2 separate regions of the Oryctolagus cuniculus genome follow, and region 2 is linked to region 1. Evidence: chromatin contacts called from public Micro-C data. All regions are on one chromosome and are shown on one strand. The core of a region is the stretch at or near the end of the contact, and the rest is flanking DNA. Distances in the headings are between cores, read along the strand shown. Region 1 has its middle 13 kb from the start of SRP9. Region 2 holds the start of ENAH (ENAH actin regulator).

Region 1 (5,943 bases), core at 1,838-4,337:
GGCAGGTGGGGTTGACTTCATCCAAATTCACGTTCAGTTCTACCTAAATCTGGGACCAGGCATCTTCAAACCAGATCCAAGGGCAACTGTTCATGGGGCTGCCCAGCTGTAGCTACTCCAGGAAGACCCTGTGGGGCCTGTGGTGGAGGACTTCATCTCTGGGTGAAGCTGACTCATCATTTCCCCCAGATAAGCTTGTTCCTGGGCAGTTTCCAGGTCTCCATCCTTCCAGTTGGCCACCTCGCCAGGCCAGATGGCTCACATTAGATCTCAATTTGCGACCCGCCACTCTCTGTGGGCATGTGTTCTGGATTTGTCCCAACCCGAGCTGCTGAGTCACTCAGAGCTAGGGACATTCTCACCATTTGATTCCAGCTCAGTACAGAACCTGTGGGTCTGATTTCTAATTTCTTCAGGGGTTCTATTATTCTAAACCCTAACCCAGAGCTGTGGCCCTGGGAACCTGTGGACAGGCTGCAGGCAGGGTCCCCAGTTAATGCCTCTGTGACAGCCACTCACTCCAAGTCCATCAAAGGAATGACTGGATTGGAATCATGGATCTGTTCTTGTGACTGTTTCTTATCTTGGTTAGAAACAGAAAGAAGTAATGAGTGGTTTGAACTCTGGGAGTTTAGGCTTAGGTGGATGTATGCCTTCTGGCTTCCCTCCTGCCCTGTTACCCTTGTACTTATTCAGTAGATAACTCCCGAGCCTGTACCGTGTGCCAGACACAGAGCTTAGGGCCCAGGGATAAGGAAGTAAAGACAATTCTTGCCTTCAAGGGACTTTCTGACTCATGTCTGAAATGGGTAGGCAGGCAGGCCCAGGGGGTGAGAGCGGAGTGGTGCAGAGATCAGGGCCCAGATGGGGGAGCCAGCCTGGCTCAGTTGCTATTCCTGCTCCACCACTTATAAGCAGTGTATCTGTGGGCAAACTCTGTAACCATCATGTGTATCCGTGTCCTCACCTATAGCACAGGAATAAAACTGATACCTACCTTAGTGTTTTATTCAGATTCAGGTAGTTCGTTCACAGGCTTAAAGGGCTTAGGACTATGCCCTGGAATGGTGAGGATGGACACATTCGGGATATTTGAAAAACTGTGGCCAGCGCCGCAGCTCACTAGGCTAATCTTCTGCCTGTGGCACTGGCACCCCGGGTTCTAGTCTTGGTTGGGGCGCCAGATTCTGTCCCAGTTGCTCCTCTTCCAGCCCAGCTCTCTGCTGTGGCCTGGGAAGGCAGTGGAGGATGGCCCAGTTCCTTGGGCCCTGCACCCGCATGGGAGACCAGGAGGAAGCACCTGGCTCCTGGCTTCGGATCGTCGCAGCACGCCAGCTGGAGCAGTCATTAGTGGGGTGGACCAACGGAAAGGAAGACCTTTCTCTCTGTCTCACTGTCTAACTCTGACTGTAAAAACAAAACAAAACAAAACAAAAAAACCCTGTAACATCACAGAATGAATTGGATGAGAGATTTAAGGAGAAAGTAGGGGTCTCCCATCCATACCAGTTCTAGACATTTGCTGACATGAATGCTGTATTTCAGTCTAGGGCCCACTACATATATTTATTTGGAGTGGGTGTTGTGGCACATTGGGTTAAGGTGCTGCTTGTGACACCATATCCTGCAACACCGCATCTAATGAGCACCAGTTCAAGTCCCAGCTACACGGCTTCCGATCCAGCTTCCTGCTAATGCATCCTGGGAGGCAGCGGATGATGGCGCAGGTGCTTGGGCCCCTGTCACCTACACAGAAGACCCTGATGGAGTACTGGGCTGCCAGCTTAGGCATAACTCAGCCCTGGCTGATGCGGGCATTTGAAGAGTGAGCCAGTAGATAATGTCTTGTTCTTTCTCTGTTGCTCTGCCTTTCTAATAGATAAAGATAAATATATACACATTTATTTGATCTTAAATAGTTATAGGCTTCATTTACTCCTTTGTAAAGATGGGATAGTAATATCTTCCCTTCCCACTTCATTGTGAGGAAAGAAGAAAAACCAGTATTTGGATCCACTATGTAACACACCCAGCTTTATTCTGAAAATTAAGAAAAACAACACATTTTAAATATTTTCAAATAAAAAAATATGCTGTAAACTGTCAAGCACAACACACAAGGTGATTGCGATTTTCTACTTTGTACCACTCCCTGGACTAATCTCGTGGATAATTGAGAGATGACATAAAAGGCACTTTGTTGGACTTTAATTACAAACAGCAGGTACTGTCAGTACTGTTCTATCTCCGTGTCATTTAGATTCCTGTTCCTGAGGACTCATGACCCTGAGGGGGTTGGGGACTTCCTTAGAAGGAGCCAGAAGCAGCCAGCAGCAGTGAGAGGTGCTGAGTTCCTCAAGGGGGAGCCCACAAATGATGCCCCAGATGAGAGGAGCACACGGCTGTCCCAGGTGTGGAGGTGCTGAGCTCCCTGCTCCTGCAAAGCTGGCCGTGTCCCAGGGTCGTATCCCCTCACACAGCACACGCTTATGAAAGCAGGAGGTGGGGTGGGGACTGTCGGGTGGGTGAGCAGGGCAGAGGCAGGGTGGATGGTAGTGTGGGACATGCGACATCACTCACTCCCACGAACCGCTTCCACGCGGTAGGAGGGGTCTTGGCAAGGGTGCGGAATCCCCAGCGAGACTGCAGGCTGGCGGGCCAGGCAATCGTGTCGGGGAGGAGGCAGCCTGCCCCAGAGCAAGTGGGGACTGTGGCCAACACTAACGGGATTACCATCCGCTGCCCTAAGAGCTGCCAGGAAGTTGGGAAATGGAATTTCAAGGACCCTACCACAAAGTCAAGATGTGTGTGGGCGGCTTGGATGGAAGCTGGGGCCCCAGGGACGGTGGGTCCGGGTCCCTGACGTTCCATTTGTTTCTTGGCAGAACCGAAACTTGCTGATTCCCTGACTCCTTTCTCAGGCTTTCCCAGGCCTTTGAGGGTTCTGGACTGTTCAGGAGGGCTTTATCTAGCATTCTCTGCGGACAGAAGAAGACAGCCATGAACTTGGTGTCTGCATTCCTAGAGGGGGCCGAGTGTGATGACTCAGGCAATCTGAGCCTCAGCTTCCTGAGCTCTAGGGACAAGGCTCGCGGAAGGATCAGGTGGGAATTCTTTGCAAAGTGCTTCTGGGTAAGGAACTGCTCAGGCACAGAACCGCCCGCCCAGGTGAGAGGAGCGGCGTGCAGCTCCTGGGCCTGGCTCTCTGGCTGTGCCGGGCCAGTTCTTCTGCAGACAGACAAAGGGGCCTTCCACATGGATCTTCCTCCTGGCTGTGTCTGACGTGAGCGGCCAGGCCCTCGTGGGCTTGGAATTTCTCGTGATCAGGAGGTGGGTGCAAAAATCCCAGCGCAGCCAGGTTTTCGTCCCAGGACAGCGCTCACCTGTGACGTCACTCACCTGTGACGTCACTGCTGCCGCACTTCCGGCCCGCGCTGCAGCTCGCCAGTTCCCGGGACGCGTGAGGATCTGTTTGCAGCGGGATCTGTGTCAATAACACGAGAGTGTCTTTGCTGCTTATCTAGCGAGAGTGAGTAATTTATTTAGGATATTTAACCAAAACCAGACATTACCTCACTGGTGTCTTACCCAGAGCTTCCCCAGCCTTCCCATTAATTCCGGTGATCCGGGGTCTTTCGTCACATGAAGCCGGGTAGAGAGAGAGCAAAGGGAGCCACAGACACGAATTCGAGAAGCCCTATTCTAGTGTTTGCTTTCAAGCTCGTTCTTTTTCCCCAGTAAGCGTCTGTCTGTCTTCGCTCCCTGAGGCCACAGAGGGATGGACCCCAGCCCATCCCCCAAGCCACCCTGAGTCTAACCAGGCTTCTCCACTAATGGTCGGGAAGAGTTTTTGTGTGGTTTCCGGGGCAACACGAGGAGCACACAGGCCACCTCTGACCGTGACTTTCCAGCAGAAGTATCAGACAGATATGACTTAAGTGGTCATGCGTTCTGTCAGCAGGCAGAAGCAGGCCGCCACATCTCTGCCAGGTGTAGCAAGGCCTGCCTGTGACCCGTGGGTCATGGAATCCCACAGGGGTCATCCTCAGACAAAGGTCAGCTCACGGAAGCCCAGGCCAGGCCAGGGCATCTCTGTGTTTTGCAATAGAAAAATGGAGTCTGTGCATCCCAAGTCACCATCTGTTAGGGAAGATCAAAGAACTGTGAACTTGGCTGGCAGTTATCCTGACATGAGGACAGGTCCAGAGGTCTACAGTGAGGGCTGCAGGAGTGAAATGACATGCAGGCTGAGGCCTGTGTTAGCAGAGCCGGAGAAGGTCAGTGTGGCAAAATGTCGTTAGCTGTTAAGTAATGGAGAATATGCTTGCTTTTTTTTTTTGACAGGCAGAGTGGACAGTGAGAGAGAGAGACAGAGAGAAAGGTCTTCCTTTGCCATTGGTTCACCCTCCAATGGCTGCCGCGGCCTGCGCGCTAAGGAGGATGGATGGTAGAAGGCATGCAGAGGAAGGATCCCATGGTAAGTCAGGAAGCAGAGAGAACAGGAGAGTGCACATCCGTGTCTAGGTCATCTCTCCATGGGTGTCCGTGTGTACATAATCACTGCCCGTGAGAGAGGCAGGTACTTGGCCTTGTGGTTCAGACACCAGTTAGTATGTCTGTGTCTCCTGTCAGAATAGCCGCCTTTGGCTATTCCAGCTTGGCTCCTCATTCCAGATTCTTGGAAAGCTTGGACCTTGGGAGGCAGTGGTGGTAACTGAAGCAGTTGAGTTCCTGCCACTCATGTGGGAGACCTGGAATGAGTGACTGACTCCTAGCTTCGCCTCACACTCTTGGGCATTTGGGGAGTGAACCAGGACATAGGAGTGCACGCTCGCTCTCAGATAAATGAATTAGTATTTTTTTTAAAGCCACCGTGGTTCAACAATGGGGGCTTCACCCCAACAGCCCCATTCAATCCAATTGCTTCTAAAGGCCTCCTTTAGTCACCATAACTGGATCGAGTATTGATGTTATTATTCCATGTACATAAACAAGTCATCAACAAAAATATTTTTGGTTCTCACTATATATGTTGTGAGAGTACAGAAATAACTAAAAGTGCCACAAAACAATAGAAGAATAGTGTTTATTTCTGGGGGAAGAGAGAAGCAAGTGGGGATGACCTTGATTGTATCTGTAATGTTTGTTTTCAGGAAAAAAATGTAAAAAAATCTGAAGCAAATATTTCAAAAGAGTGACATTTGGATATCTGAGAGGTAGGTACAGGGTGTTTTTTGCATTGTTGTTCTTTGTATTATTCTGAATGCTTGACATATTTTGTACTTTCTAAAAATGTCCTTAATTGATGTCCTAAAGGTCCTTCTTTCTGAGTCTCATCTTTTTCCATGACTTCAGAACCCCTGGACTCAACTTTCTCTGCTATAAAAATTATTCCCAAATCTGATTTTCTATGCTTTCTCTCTGCAGAATTATTCCTTTTAAATTTATTTATTTATTCATTTATTTGTGTTCATCTACTTGAAAGGGAGAGAGAGAGAGAGAGACACTCTCTCTTTGGGTTCACTCCCCAAATACCTGCAATAGCTGGGACTGGGCCAGGTGGAAGCCAGGAGTCGGGAACTCAATCTGGGTCTCCCCTGTGGGTGGCAGAGTCTCAAGAAATGGAGTTCTCTTCTGCTGCCTCCTGGTAGGCATCAGCAGGGAACTACAGCAGAAGCAGGGTAGCTAGAACTTGAAACGGCACTCCAGTACGGATGTGGGCATCCTAGACTGTGACTTAAACTGCTGTGCCACACTGCATGCCCCACACAGAAGCTTTTCTGTGTCTCTGCCTACATAATGATGATTTCTTCTAATGTGTCAAATTTACCACCTAAGTCAGTCATCTCTACCACCACTGTCTCAAAACAGCTTTCTTTTCATTGCTATTTCTGTCAATAACAGGTTCAATAAATGCGACTTTGTATTTCCATCAGTCCTTTC
Region 2 (5,943 bases), core at 1,762-4,261, 89 kb after region 1:
AAAAGAAAGCAGATTAATTACATCATTCATGAGTTCACTCAGTCATTTACTTTTTAAGAAAGAGTTACTTATTTGAAAGGCAGAGTGATAGTGGGAGAGGGAGAGGAAGAGAGAGATCTTCTGTTTGCTGGTTTACTCCTGAAATGGCTGCAACAGCCAGGACTAGGCTAGATCAAAGCCAGGACCCTGGAACTATATATCCAGGTCACCCACATGCATAGGTAATCTTCTGTGCTGCATTCCCAAGCACATTAGCAGGAACCTGGATGGGAAGTGGAGCAGTCAGGACTGGAACCCGCACTGGGATATGGGATGCTGGCATCCAAAGCGTGGCTAAACCCACTGCACCCAACGCCTGCCCCCACTCATTCATTTATTCAATCATTCACCTTCCAAATGTCCATTTTGGTAAACCAAATTTTGGACAGCCATTAGGAAAAAATCCAGATAATTTTCACCATTCAGTCAAGTAACATAACCTCAATGTTGGAGCAAGGTTCACTTGAAGAGTTAACTTCAAATTGGACTGCCTTAATCCATCCACTCTTGCTTATGCCATAGGAAGTCAGCATGGTATGTGAGAAGGTGCAATGGACCAATGATCAGAAATCCCCATTTAAATTCTTGTTCTATCACTAAGGGTCTATGGGCCAGTCACCTAACCTCTCTGTGCCTCATATTCCTTTTTTGAAAAACGAGTGGGTTGGATTTAAGATTCCTTCCATCTCTAAAATTCTTTCATTCTATAAGGCAACACATTCCACAAAGTTTCCTTTGTGACCAGAATAAGTCTGTGATATCCTAGCTCAAGTTTCCTCTCTGCCCTCTTTGAATGTTAAGCCAAATATGAACAAGAAGGAATAACATTTTGTCACAGCCAACAAACTGCCCTTCTACAGGATGACCTTAGGAGGTCAGGCCACCCATTGCCTTATCTAAATCCAGAGGCAATAGTATGACCAACTTGTGAGCTGGCCGACTGCCACTCAAAGGGATGGAAATGGTTGTAGGCAGCCAACATTCTTGGCTGGTACATTTTTAATAAACATAGAAAATAAGAACAGCATTTTCCACTTGGGTTGCTTAATTTGGTACCCATACCATTGGAACATTTGCTGTTAGGATAAAGATGATGTGATATATTACTTATTTAGCGCAGGATGGCTTAACTCTTACAAATGAGAAGTGGGTTATGGAGTCATCTGTAAGGAATTTTTATCCTTGTTTCTTGTCTCTGGCAGGAGATAGCTTGAGTCATTATAGCAATTTCTCCACCCCCTTTGGCCCTTTGTAAGAGTTTTCCCTGAAACATAAGCTCTGTTGGATTTACTGTATTGCCATGAATGGTCTAAGGCAAATTGGCGTGACTTCTTTGTGGCTGAATGTCTTATTAATACTTTTCCAAGCTGGTTCAATACGTCATAACACTTTTTCCAAGAAAATGTTCTTTAGTTGATTTGGAGAAAAATACTGGAGGAGCAAGTATTTAAAACTGCAGTGAGTGACTGATAGGAATACAATGAACCTCATAGGAGAGATGATTTTTAATCACACTCATTGTCCTACCTCCGTGACTTGAGTTATTTTCCTGTTTCTACTTGTAGTATGGCAACCAGCACATTTTGAGTGGCAAAGGTGTTGTCTCTCCAGTGCTTGGAGATCCTTGAATAAATGCTGTGATGGTAAATTGTAATTAGACACGTGGGTGGAAATTAGTGTTCTGCAAGTACACCATGTTTTAAGGCAGAGGCTCGGTGCTTTTTACTACCTTGAGGCCACCCTGGTCCTGGGCCATAGCTCCAGGTCACTGCTTCTGACAGGGCTGTTGGGTCCAAAGCAGCAAGCATTTTATAATGAAAACTGGGCTATACCATTCTATTACACAGTCAGGTTTCCATCAAGGATGAGTGCAACCTGTTCCCCTTGCATTTGGAAGTGTACGTCATTCCATCCCCACACAACTACCATTTGATTTATGCCCTCATGAAACAAAACACTAGAACTTTCGAAGGGATTGCCGGAGTCAGTGCAGGTCCTCCATTTTGGATTAGATCCTCCAGGAATAGGAATCTTCTTACAATCGACCTTCCCCCCTTCTAGTCATCGCATATAGGGAAAACACATCCCCCTTTCTCGGAACTAATTTGTCCAGCTTAAAATTTTTCCTAGACAGATGTTTTGGCACAACGAAAAACTACCACAATTACAAATTCCGTCTCCGCAGACGCGCCCCCCCGACCCCGCCCCACTTTAATGGAGTTTGCCTCGACAGTCTTTTCCAGCTGCCTTTTAAAGGAGGCGATTTCAAGACTGTAGGAACGACGGAAAATGGAAACTGTCGTTCGCTCATCTCCCTCCCCGCCCCCGCCCGGGATTCCCTTTCTGCCGGTGACGACGGAAAGCCGCGGCGCCCGCCGCGTCGCTCCCCTTCCACCGCTGCGGCTGCACAAGGTTCCCCGCGAGCCGGCCGCGTTCGCTCCGGGATGAAGTCATCCCTATACATAGCGTGCGTATCAGCTCGTTAAATCGGCACGGCACGCCGGGATTCCTCGGCAGGAGAAGGAGCGCAGCAAACAATGATGACCACATTCTACATCCCCTTGCCACTCCCCCAGCCCGAGCCCCCGAGGCATCCCTGGCGGCCGCGAGGGCCACCCAGCCCCTCGTCCCTGTCCTGAGAGCGCAACAGGGCGAGCTGAGGACAAGCCCTGGGCCAGTCACGCATCCCGGCTTCCCACGCCGGTGCCCGCGGGAGCGGCGCCCGGTTGGTCCCGGCGCCTCCGGTCCCGCACCGCGGCCAGGCGCGAGGCCCCGGGGCTCCCTCAGCCTTAAGGGAGAGTGAGGCGACCGGCAGGGGGGCCGACGGCCAAGGACAGCCCCGGGCGAGGAACCCCCGCCGACGGCGAGCGAGCGAGCGGGCGCGGAGGGGGGCTGCCCGCAGCTCCGGGGGCTGCAGGGGGCGGGGTAGGGAAGCACAAAGAGCCTGGGTTCCGCCGCCGTCGCCGAGCCCGCGCCCGCCCCGCCCGGCTCTCCGCAGTCCGGCGGGAGCCCGGCCGCCGGCTCGGGGGGTGCGCCCGGCCCCCCGCCGCCCCTCCCCCCGCGCCGCCCCCTCGCCCCCGGGGAAGGAGGGGAGGAGGGCGGCGCCTGCGTGTTCCTCCGCCGCGCGCCCCGCCTCCTCCCGGGCCCCGCGCGGCGCTCCCGGCTCTCCTCCCGCGGCTGCAGCAGCTGCCGGTTGCACACGGCCTCGGCGGCGGGCGCGGCGGCGCGGGCCTGTGGAGCGGCGGCCGGGTGCGCGGCCCCGGCGGGCACCCCTCCGCGGGCGTCCGAGGAAGCTCCGGGAGGAGGAGGAGGACGAAGACGAGGAGGAGGCGGTGGGAGGCGGCGGCCGCCGCCGGGGGACCCGCTCCGCGCCTCGGCCTCTCCGCCCCCTCCCCAGCCTTTCTCCTGCCCTCTTCTCTCAGACTTCGGGCCGGCGCCTCGGCTTTGTGCGAGGAGATGGTGTAGCCCCCCGGCCGCCGAAGGAGGAGCCGGACACTTGTCTCGCGGCTCGGAGCTGCGTCCCCGCCCCTGGAGCAGAAACCCCCTCAGCTCGCGCCTCCCGCGTCTCCCGGCTGCTGGGGAAGCCTCGGCGCCGCCGGCACCATGAGGTGAGGAGCGCGGGGCGGGGGCTGGGCCGGCCATTGTGCCGCGGGCACCGCGACCCCCGCTTTCCTGGGACCCCGCCTTCCAGCTCCCGGCCGGCGCATCTCCCGGTCTCTGGTCTCTCCCCCGCTCCCTTTTGTTCCTTCTAATTTCTCTTTCTTTCTTCTAACCTTGCCCAGCACTCTTGCTTTGGGGGGGGCTCGGTCTCGCTCCGCCGTTCTCCCATTTTTCCTCAAATGCTCCTTTTTAACCCCGGATTTCCCCTCCTAAATTTAATTTGCTCCCGGCTCCTTCCCCCCCAGTCTTTGCAAGCAAAACCCGGGAGATGGGGAGGGGTTCGAGAAGCGTGCTTGTTGCTGGGAAACAGGTATTTTTACGTAGATATGTAAAAATTTCATGCACTTTTGGTACAAAACTCTCCAGTAAAATTAAAAAAGGAAGAAAAGTTTGAAAGCTCTGGAATTTCTGCGGGTAATAAAGTGTCCTGGGAGGGGTGGATGAAGGACCTGTGAAAGGTGAAATTTCACTGTGGTGGGGGAAGGGAAAGAATTTGTTAGATGGGGGGGCGTAAAATGCTGGGATAAGTAAGTTGTTTGGGGTGTGTGATTGGGGGCAGGGGAGGGATTTGTTTGGAAAAGCCTTCCTTCGGTTGCCTGTGTTGCATTGCAGCAGCTGCTTTCCCCTTTCCTCTGTAATCAATAAAACAAGAGAAAAAATTTTCTTAGTCGCAAAGGAAAGAATCGAAGGTACGATGGTAAAATATTTTTTAAAAATTGACACAGTGAAACACATAGTGTGATATTTTTCTTTTCGTTTCTCCAGTTGAGTAGGAGAACAGACCACGATGTGGTGTGTCATTCATTGGAGGTTTTTCCCCCTCGGCTTGTTTTGTGTCCATAACCTTCTCCTTTCGGGTTGGTGCAAGACTTCGTGAGAGATGGGACTTGGTAGACTCGAGGCTGATCCCATTCTGCGTTATCATCCTTAAGGGCCTTCCTTTTAGGTTAAACAATTGTGGATAAAGTAAATTATTCTTATTTCTCTGTCCTGGATGAGATAGTCTTACAGTTCATTTGGATTTGAATCTCCTTTGTGTTAAAGATTAATGGCCAACCGTTGCCAAGACCTTTACAATGGGATTTGAATGATATAATCTGCAAAATTCCTTTGCTTTGGCAAGAAAATGTCATGTCATTGGAATTTTTTTCTCAATTGAAGTACTTTCCACTTTAAACTTTATTTTTTTTCTATCAAGGTTGTTCGAACATGTTTCCATTTTGCTTTTTCATATATTTTATGTGATATAGCTGTGTTTTCACTTAAGCTTACTGTGAACTTGAGTTATTTTTTTCTCTGACTGCAAGTTACAGACCTTTATTTCGATGGCCTTAAAAATGTGTTTAATGCTGTGTCTCTAAGTGACTGACCCCTTTTCCTTGGTTATTTCACACGTTATTTGCAAATGTGATGGGTCAGTTTAAAAAGTAATTATGACATATAAAGCAGAAAACCACAATTAATCTGTATAAAATATGGCTTGAAAAAACTTCAGCCGTTATGTTTAAGCACTTTTTTTTAATCAAATTACTGATGTCTTTGGAAACTCAGGAACTGTAATAAAATACATGTTATATCTTGTAATAGCGACTCTTGTTAATTTCTGCTTTAGGGATTTAATGCTATAGGGGTCTTGCAGACCTGAAGGTTGCCAGGTTTTTTAAGTTTTAGGTAAATTTCTTTTAACATTGAGAATGGTAAAACAGGTTAATTTGAAAATAAGAATGGTTATAAAGTTATTTGATTCCGATTGTGAGCTAAAAAAGATAAGTTAAAGTTCCGAATATTCAATAAAGTTTAATCACTATCTGTCTAAATTATGTCTTCACTTAAAGGTTCTTTTTCTAATAAAATATAACTTGTGTTTTTAAAGTTCTCTTTTTTTTTTGCAGTATTCCTTATTAGCAGTAGAGAGGGAGGAATCACACTGTTTTCAGTAGCATAAATATAGAACATGGTACACAGGGCTGAAAAGTTTGTTTAAGCAGTCTACAGTAATTCTTTGTAGGCTGATTTTGAATAATTTAAGAGCAGAAAAGAGGATCAGCTTGTCACTCTGGAAGGCACTGGATTTGGTAGGTGGTTTGTACAACTCAGATATGTGCATTTGTTCAGATACTTATAAAAAGTAGAATGGTCTGGTCTGGAGGTGAAAGGTTCCTGTTCTGGTTGCAAACTTTTTGAGATATTTTGGTGCTTAAGAGAGGGCTTTTCAAATATTAGTATTTGCTCAGTCTTTATGAT

What was found. Hi-C and Micro-C count contacts between places; a contact is called where the count stands out from the background.
Region 2: a contact with region 1 is called in a Micro-C map of ear pinna, with 3 times the contacts expected there. The contact joins the promoter of ENAH here to the enhancer-like site in region 1. A contact is called at or near these places in 3 of 6 Hi-C or Micro-C datasets (ear pinna, embryonic fibroblasts and an unstated tissue).

The regions. Positions count from the first base shown.
Region 1 is chr13:39,698,239-39,704,181 of mOryCun1.1, forward strand. No RefSeq gene overlaps it. Among named protein-coding and RNA genes, the nearest start is that of SRP9, 13 kb to the left of the region's middle. Within about 2 kb of position 3,088, at least 1 of the 8 cell types and tissues checked has an H3K27ac peak or open chromatin away from gene starts, as enhancers often do.
Region 2 is chr13:39,787,384-39,793,326 of mOryCun1.1, forward strand. It overlaps ENAH (ENAH actin regulator), which reads left to right and starts at 3,012. Exons shown (of 14, transcript XM_070055422.1): 1 at 3,012-3,647. The coding sequence starts at 3,643.